Linked DNA regions of Mus musculus: regions 2 and 3 are each linked to region 1. The links are chromatin contacts, called in public Hi-C and promoter capture Hi-C maps. All regions are on one chromosome and are shown on one strand. Each heading gives the region's core, a stretch centred on a gene start, on an enhancer-like site or on the middle of the called end of the contact. The rest is flanking DNA. Distances are from core to core; before and after follow the strand shown.

Region 1 (2,742 bases), core at 175-2,674:
ATAGATCCTTCATTTTGGTGAGGACACAACCGACTCTGCTGTTCTTGAACTGATCACTTTTTTTTTTTTTTGGTTTTTCAAGACAGGGTTTCTCTGTATAGCCCTGGCTGTCCTGAAACTCACTTTGTAGACCAGGCTGGCCTGGAACTCAGAAATCCGCCTGCCTCTGCCTCTGCCTCTGCCTCCCCCTCCCGAGTGCTGGGATTAAAGGCATGCACCACCACACCCAGCTCATTGATCACTCTTGTATCCTTGCTTCCTACCAGTGAAACTCAACTAAGTACACAGCCTTTGACAGATCCATGGCCTGTCCCCTACAGGTCAGGGTATAGAGTTTCTGACACAGTCATGTGATTGTGAGGAGGACGTGATATAGAAAGAAATCCTTTAACAGTAGATCCCAGGCACGGAAGCCCTCAGGCTTTAGGCCAGAGCATACGTGTTACTGTGAGGAAGGGGAGGAAAGGGGCAGACTGCTAAACAGGAAGCAGAGGCCCAAGGAATCGTGTTTAGAAAGGATCAGGTAAGGTCATAAAACCAGCGCTGAGTTATTTCCAAAAATGTCACAAACCTTGCATTCACTCAGCTAGCAGAGTGCAGATACTGGAGCTTCTGAGAGACAAAGGCCTATCCCTGTTGTTCAACAAGGTGTCATTGTGTACCAGCTATGATCAGAGTTCCCTTAGATCGTGCCTTAGTGTTGGGGCTTGTGATGGCTATTCTTGATTGTCAAGTTGACTACATCTGGAATTAACTAAACCCCCCAAAGAGATGGCACACCTGTGAGGGCTTTCTGCTTAATTTGAAGTGAGAAGATCTACTTCTAATCCAGCTCTTTGAGGTAGGAAGACACACCTTTGATCCAGATCTAATCTGGGCCATACCTGTTGCTGGAAGCCATATAAGGACATGGAAGAAGGAAGCCTTTGCTCTTTGCCTGCTTGTTCTCCTTTGGCTAGCAAATCCATTCCTTCACTGGCATTACAGCCTACATCTTCAGGATTCCAGTGTTTACTGAAGACCAGCAGAGACATCCAGTCTCATGGACTGAGCAACTATCAGCTTCTCAGACTTTCCATTCATAGTCACCATTGTTGGATTATTTGTACCACTGCCTATAAGCCATTATAATAAATCATACACACACACACACACACACACACACACACACACGAGAGAGAGAGAGAGAGAGAGAGAGAGAGAGATTCTATAAATTCTTTTGCTATAGAGAACCCTGACTAATATAGTGTTCTTCCCTTAACACGAAAGACCTCAGGCAAGGGAGGGGATTTGAGCAGGCCTAGGCAGCAGGAGGAATCTGGTCCAGTTCCCTTAACACCTGCTTTTGTGCTGAGTCATGTAAACTTTTCTATCTACTGAGACTATCGTCACCTTGGCTGCCAGGCTCAGAGAAGGTCAACACAGCTTTGTTCCTTCTTGTCTATAGTTATTCCCCTGTCCTAGACCTTCCAGAACTGATGGGAAACTCTGACCAAATCCACCCCCTCCCCAAGAATGGACTGAGCATAAAGATGGCATGAGAGATGCCATCTTCCACCTTTGCAGCATTCCAGGCTATATAACAAAATCTGTGAGCTGGGACTGCAGACAACACAATGGTGAGTTTGGGGTCGGGGCAGGGGGCTATGATGGAGTTTTAACTGTATTTGGGATCTCCATGGTGGGCCATAACTTGTCCCAACTTATACCTTTTCTAGATTGACCCAGACACATGGTAGGCTTTGTTGTAAGGGGAGGAAGGCATTTTGTGTGCTACGTCTTCAATCCTGAAGACTTAGGCTGTAATGCTCCTCACTCTGTGAGAGTGTGTCCTGATTTCTAAGGTTATAGCCCTGTCCAACTCTGAGGGCAAGGTCTGCTCTACTGGGTTGTAGGGGAGCTTGGCAAAGACTTGAATTCTATTCTTTTTTTCCCCTCTTCTCTCGCCTGCCCTGCTCACCCCGGCTCTGCTTGCTTCTGCCCACAGATTTATTTATTTATTATATCTGAGTACACTGTACACTGTAGCTGTCTTCAGACACCCCAGAAGAGGGTATTAGATCTCATTACAGATGGTTTTGAGCCACCATGTGGCTGCTGGGATGTGAACTCAGGACCTTCAGAAGAGCAGTCTTAACGCTGAACCATCTCTCCAACCGGAATTCTATTTCTTTTTCTCTCTTCTTCTTTTTTTTTTTTTGTTTGTTTTTGTTTTTTCTAGACAGGGTTTCTCTGTGTAGCCCTGGCTGTCCTGGAACTCACTTTGTAGACTAGGCTGGCCTCGAACTCAGAAATCTGCTTGCCTCTGCCTCCCAAGTGCTGGGATTAAAGGCGTGAACTACCACCACCTGGCTAGAATTCTATTCTTTAAAGGGCTATTAGTAGCAAGAGTTGCATATGTTGTCATTGTGTGACACTAAAGGAGTTTGGAGAGTTAAGTCCTAGCATCCCGGCTGCAGGTGGAGGCTCTACACAGAAGACAAGGGGAGTTGGTGACACAGGGGGTATGGGAAGTTGTGGAAAAGGGAAGCAAAAAAGATCTATAAAATTTTCCGCCCATGGAATTCCAGAAAGCAGCCATCCCCTATCACACCCTGGAGCACAGTAGTTTCAGAAACAGACGTTCTGACTTTATCTCACATTCCAAAGCTTTTTTTTTTTTTAATTTTTCACAAAAAGCAGTACATGGATCTAGCTTCACCAGACCCTCCACCTTCCTACGTCACAGCTACGAAAACGGAT
Region 2 (2,742 bases), core at 135-2,634, 250 kb before region 1:
TCTGTAGACCAGGCTGGCCTCGAACTCAGAAATCTGCCTGCCTCTGCCTCCCAAGTGCTGGGTTCAAAGGCGTGCGCCATCACCACACAACCTAGACTCCTATTTTTTAAAAAGTGATTTAACACCAAACCTCAAGGAGGAATGCAAAATATTTACATTTATATCTCAATGGTGGTGAAAACTCGGTGTTATAAATGGCTGCAGGCAATGTGTGCTCAGGAGAATTTCCTAGTATTGAATGACCTTCACAGACAACCCATTAAAGTAGCAAGCAGGGATATGAGAACAAAGGGAGAAAAGCCCATACATAGGAGGAGAAACATTCTCCAAGGAAATATAAAACTCTAAGGTCTCTTTTATCAGGTTCTGCTTACATTCTACTGTGCTAAGCTCTGATCTGTCCATCTTGTTGACCCTCTCTAACGTCTGAGGGAGAAAACCCACACTGCATCTCTATAAGGGAAACAGTGTGTCACTACATGAACTGTGAATTAATATGTCACATAACCATCAAACTCAGCTTATAAAAACTACATTGTGCTCCCTTCCTAATGAATGAAGATTCTGAGTCTGTTTCATATTCTGTGTGTTGCTGGGGATCAAACCAGGTCCTGGCATGTTCTAGCTACAGCCCCAGCCCTATTACATATTTTTTCATAGACAGTAATTTTCCTGGATTATGCCTTTGATGGGAAACAGTTGTCTCTTTCAACCTGCTGCTGCCTGTTTCTCGGAGACTTTTTTTTTCCTTCAGGGACAATCATAACATTGGTATTTTCTGTCCTTGGAACCTCTGTAGGCTTATTATTATTATTTTAATTCATTTATTTTAAGATGGGTCTCTCCATATAGCCCTGACTGTCCTGCAACTCTCACTGTTCAACAGGCTGTCCTTTTGTAGCCTTTTTCTACCAAGGCAGCAGACCTTGAAAGATTAGAGTTGAGAATGAAATCACCTCTCTCGCCCTTCTTCCACTACTGGGAATGAGCAGGTGGGAAACTGAATGCTTCTTATAAACAGGAGTTGTGAGAATTTCACATATAATTATAATAAGGCACTTCGTTTTTTAGTGTCTAGCTAAGATCATCTATCTACGATAAAGTACACCTGCACTTTTGGCAGCTTGTAACGTTCTTACTGGACTGACGAGTCAGCCCCAATTCTATTACAACTGTATCGCTGATTCTGCGGCGCTGAAGTCCTACCCAAAGAACAGACAGTGCAGCGATCGGAATCAGTGTCATTTTTCTTTTTGGAAATATTCAAGTCTTCCCCGCCCTCAGCCCGGCCAGGTGCTACCTTGGCTTGGAGAAACTTTTACGCTCCTGTAGGTTGGCCATGACTTTGGAGCAGATGCAGGATTGAGCCGTTGCGGTAGTGTACAGTCCGTTGCCATAGGGACCAGACCCCAGCAGCCTCTGCGTTGAGGGCGGGCTCACAGTTGAGCCACGCCTCCAGCCCCCGCCCCCGTGAGCACTCTGGAGAAAGGCCAAGCAGTAAAAGTAGACCTGGAGCTGGGGATGGGGTATTCTGAGAACCAGTCAATACAGCAAATTTGATATTAGCTACAGAACTGAGGCAGAAGAATAAAGTGAGACCGTGGACGAGGAAGGCGAGCTTCGAGGTCTGGCCACTTGGCCAGTCGGGAATGGTAGTTCTCAGTGGTTCGGAGTCTTCGTTGTACTGGCTTGTGAGTGAGCAGTGATGTACTACATCTTCCGAAGTTCTCCAGGAACCCTCGTTGGCCGGCTTCTACAGCGCTATGCATTGTGGGATATGTAGTCTAAATCTGGCGAAGTATAGTAGTGTCCAGAGAAAGGTTGCCGGGACTCGGACTCAGTTTCCCTACGACCCTGGGATGCTCACGGCCCATTGGCTGAGCAAGGCAAATCTGGTTGCACTCCTCCCCGCCCCCAGTGACACAATAGCAGCTCCCTCCAAGATGGCGGCGGCGACGGCAGACCCGGGAGCTGGGAACCCGCAGGCTGGGGACTCCTCCGGTGGGGACTCCGGGGGCGGGCTACCGTCACCTGGAGAGCAGGAACTGAGTCGGCGCCTGCAGCGCTTGTACCCTGCGGTTAATCAGCACGAGACGCCGCTGCCGCGCTCCTGGAGCCCCAAGGACAAGTACAACTACATCGGCCTCTCCCAGGGAAACCTCCGTGTCCATTACAAAGGTATCAGCGGGTCTGGCCGCTGGGAGACAAGTTTACTGCGTCTGCAGGGAGGCTGTGCCCATTTTCCCTTTCTTTGCCCGGGTTTTCTGAGAGTTGGGCCTTAGCCCAGCGGAACGTCCAGAGTAGAGGGGTTGGTCAGGCCGGGGTTTACCCTGCTTCCTTTGCTCTGTTCCTAAATATTAGACTCAGAGACAACTGCATTAAATGTCCAAAACTAGACAGGACCTTCCACTTCAGGGCCACCCTTCTTTCCTGAGCTGGCTCCAATTTATGCTAGGCCCTTTACCACGGCTTAGTTTCAGTCTTTTTTTTGCAAAAAGAGGTGGTAACATTGCCACAGTAAGTGCATGGGCTGCCTGGCTGCCAGTCATCCCGGGACTGGGCTAGGCGCTGTGTGCTAAAGTTGTTGTTGGTGACTTCCATTTTTGCCACTTCCTTCCCCTGGGCTCCAGGCTGGGCTGTTTGGATTCTGGAGAGACGGACAACAGTATTCAGTGTCTCTCACACACTTCTGTTGCCTGTATCTACCTTGTTTTGTTTGTTGTGGAGGACAATATCTCTGTC
Region 3 (2,742 bases), core at 108-2,607, 210 kb before region 1:
GTGATAATTAAGCTGGTGTCTAAGGCTGTGAGAGAAAAGAACCTCACTAGAAATACTTCCTTTGGCTTGTCATGCACAGTCTCATGGAATCATGCCACCCGCCCCTGAAAGAAAGTCAGCTGAGAGAACTCAGGACCTGAGTGAAGAGTTGGGATTCAGACTCAAACACTGAGTCAGTAAGACCATTTGAACCTGTGAGTTTGAGATGAGCCAGTGCAATATAGTGACCCCTAAACTGAAATAAAACAAAATCAAGTCTGCTGACCCAAAGTCCACAGTTGAGTGGAATGTGGTAAAATACTGGTTTGAAGGCTCAGGGTCAGCCTAGCTTTGTGGGTAAGGCATGGGCTGGCCCCTTTGTATGGGCAACATTATGCCAGAACCTAGTGGGCAGCTACAGCCTCGGCCCCGCCCAGGGTTTTGACCTAGAATACTGATGATGTGCTTTGGTGGCCGTCCTCCCCACTCCTTGTTACTTTGGGACTGAAGCCCCTGATGTGTCTTGGTGTATGGGAGTGCCATGGGTGGGCTCCCAGCACCATCATGCTGGAGTCCTGGCATTCCCCACAGAGTCTCTCACTCTGCATAGTATGTGGGGATGCCAAGACAATGAGCCATTTCCCTAGCCCAGCCTGTACTTAGGTGTTGGGTCTTCCTATTTTGATGGTGAGTCAGGGGAAGTGGGTGGTACTGGGGTTCCTAAACTGGACACATAGAGCCTCCTGGGCTGAATGTAGCTTGCCTTGCCTTGCCTTGCCTTGCCTTGCCTTGCCTTTGTGTTTGTGGCATCTGGTAGGTACTTGATTGTGGCAGGCACCTTGCCATTTGGCTTTTCTGATAGAGTGCCAGTGTGATCAGTTCTCTGAGAGTAGCAATACCTGATTTCTTTGGAGAAGGAGGAATGGTGACAACATCCTGTAAGAGTGTTGTCCCCATTTATACAGCCCAGCCTTCTTTCTGAATCACAGCTACCTGGATGTGATTCCCTGTAGAGTCCGACCCAGACAATAGTGCCCACCTGTCCTCTCATGACCCCTACGTCCTTTGAAGCATCTGGCTCTAGTCCTGGTTTTGTTTTGTTTTGCAGGGCTGGGCATCAAACCCAGAGGGTTTCAAGTATGCGAGGCAAGCAGTCTGCCACCGACCTTCATTCATGTCTGTGGTCTTGCAGTGGGAATGGCAAATCTCATTAGCAGATACATAACAAACTTTACCAGGCTCACCCAGAGAAAGGGGAGTGTGCATGCTGTTAGCATAAGGGCACAAGTGGGGAAGAATGCACCGTTCTTAAGGAGAGGGTGCTGGGTAGGAGGGGCTTACTCAGGCATGGGTATTGGCCCCCTACATAGGGAGAGGGAAGTCAGCACCATAGATGGCTCTCAAACGTCTGGGGACACCACATCCTCTGCCTTGTTTATTGGTGAGGAATAGAGAACCGCAGGAGGGAAGCTGTTGTTAGAGCAGAGGCATATCTACCACCTGGCTGTAGTCTCTTTTCAAAGTGAGAAGCAACTTCATTGTCAGTCTCTGTATACTAGGCAGGCACTCTTATCACCGAGCTATGTCTTCCGTCCTAATAAACATTCCTTGTGTACCTGCATGAACCACATATTCAGTAGTATGGACAGAAGGATGCTTAAATATGGTTCCTTTAGTCAGAAAACTTTGATTGCATTAAGGAAGAGAACCTCTCTTTAACCAGCTTGTTCTGCTCATCTCTGGAAAGGCAAACAGGTTCCAGGTCTCAAGTACCTATATTTTCCTCAGGACTCTTGCCTCTGCGCTCTGCTTATTAGCTTTAGGCTCCTAAACTGACTTTCTCTAAGAGGTTAGAACAGTGGCTGAAAGGAACTTTGAGAGCTGCTATTCTTATAGTTACCTGTGGAAAGTTGTTTCTCAGGTGGGCTGATTGTATTCCCTTCACCCAAATGTCTGTCCCCCTGGTCCTCTTGGCAAGTAGAACTCTGCTCAAAAGTATATTAGTGTTTGCCTGGATATATGGTGCCTATGCACCACATGCATGCAGTACCCATGGAGCCCAGAAGAGGGCAATGAATCTCCTGGAACTGAAATTACACAAATGGTTGTGAGCTGCCATGTGGGTACTAGAAATTGAACCCAGGCTCTGGAAGAGCAGCCAGTGCTCTTAACCGCTGAACTATGTCTCTGCTCTCTTCCAGGTATATCTTGCTTACTTGTTTACTTACATGTTATGTCTTCTCTGTTCCATTCCCCCCTTTGCAAGCTCCTCGGAGTAGGCTTTATTAGTTTTGCAGTGGCCAAGGGGGCAGCACCTGTCCTTTCCAGAAAGGAAGGTCTCATGCTAGCTATGAACCGTCCTGTTGTTACAGCTGCTATTCCTAAGGAAAAACACATTCTGGGTTTTTTAAATATTTTATTTATTTGTATTTTATGTATATGAATGTTTGCCTACATGTTCATGTGTGTGCAGCCCAGATAGGCCAGAAGAGGAAATCAGTGTGCTGGAATTGAGTTACGGCAATTGTGAGCTGCTTGGTGGGTGCTGGGAACCAAACTTAGGTCCTCTGCAAAGAGCACTAAGTGCTCTCAACCACGGAGTCATCTCTTCAGTGTCCTGATTTTGTTGTTGTTGTTGTTGTTGTTGTTTGAGATAGTGTTTCACTGTGTAGCCTCACCCCACTTACTGTCTGCTGGTATTAAAGGCATAGACCACCACACTTGGCAGCATTCTGTTGTCCTTGTGGTAACACAATCCTCTCT

Evidence for each region. A called contact is a pair of places that touch in the nucleus more often than the background predicts. Capture Hi-C pulls out chosen DNA fragments and counts their contacts.
Region 2: a promoter capture Hi-C map of adipose tissue shows a contact between it and region 1. The contact joins the promoter of Tsnaxip1 here to the promoter of Agrp in region 1. A contact is called at or near these places in 12 of 39 promoter capture datasets (the 3T3-L1 cell line, the C10 cell line, the HPC-7 cell line and 6 more), 1 of 15 datasets of contacts at CTCF or cohesin (large pre-B cells), 4 of 484 Hi-C or Micro-C datasets (the C2C12 cell line, LSK cells, double positive thymocytes and 1 more), 5 of 115 datasets of contacts at active chromatin or transcription factors (the 230-238 cell line, bone marrow-derived macrophages and embryonic stem cells) and 5 of 9 other capture datasets (adipose tissue, embryonic stem cells, liver and 2 more).
Region 3: a Hi-C map of double positive thymocytes shows a contact between it and region 1, with 4 times the contacts expected there. The contact joins the enhancer-like site here to the promoter of Agrp in region 1. A contact is called at or near these places in 6 of 39 promoter capture datasets (the C10 cell line, the HPC-7 cell line, embryonic stem cells and 2 more), 1 of 15 datasets of contacts at CTCF or cohesin (embryonic stem cells), 7 of 484 Hi-C or Micro-C datasets (B cells, double positive thymocytes, embryonic stem cells and 3 more), 6 of 115 datasets of contacts at active chromatin or transcription factors (embryonic stem cells, large pre-B cells and stem cell-derived neural progenitor cells) and 4 of 9 other capture datasets (adipose tissue, embryonic stem cells, liver and 1 more).

Annotation. Positions count from the first base shown.
Region 1 is chr8:105,578,527-105,581,268 of GRCm38.p6, reverse strand. Agrp (agouti related neuropeptide) reads left to right here and starts at 1,424. Exons shown (of 5, transcript NM_001271806.1): 1 at 1,424-1,619. All of the region lies in intron 3 of Gm38250 (predicted gene, 38250), which reads right to left.
Region 2 is chr8:105,826,386-105,829,127 of GRCm38.p6, reverse strand. Tsnaxip1 (translin-associated factor X (Tsnax) interacting protein 1) reads right to left here and starts at 1,384. Exons shown (of 16, transcript NM_024445.4): 1 at 1,301-1,384. The coding sequence starts at 1,341. It overlaps Ranbp10 (RAN binding protein 10), which reads left to right and starts at 1,920. Exons shown (of 14, transcript NM_145824.5): 1 at 1,920-2,178. The coding sequence starts at 1,944.
Region 3 is chr8:105,787,751-105,790,492 of GRCm38.p6, reverse strand. All of the region lies in intron 3 of Ranbp10 (RAN binding protein 10), which reads left to right. Among named protein-coding and RNA genes, the nearest start is that of Gfod2, 31 kb to the right of the region's middle. Within about 2 kb of position 1,357, at least 69 of the 459 cell types and tissues checked have an H3K27ac peak or open chromatin away from gene starts, as enhancers often do. A contact at or near this core is called in B cells and double positive thymocytes, where this site is marked.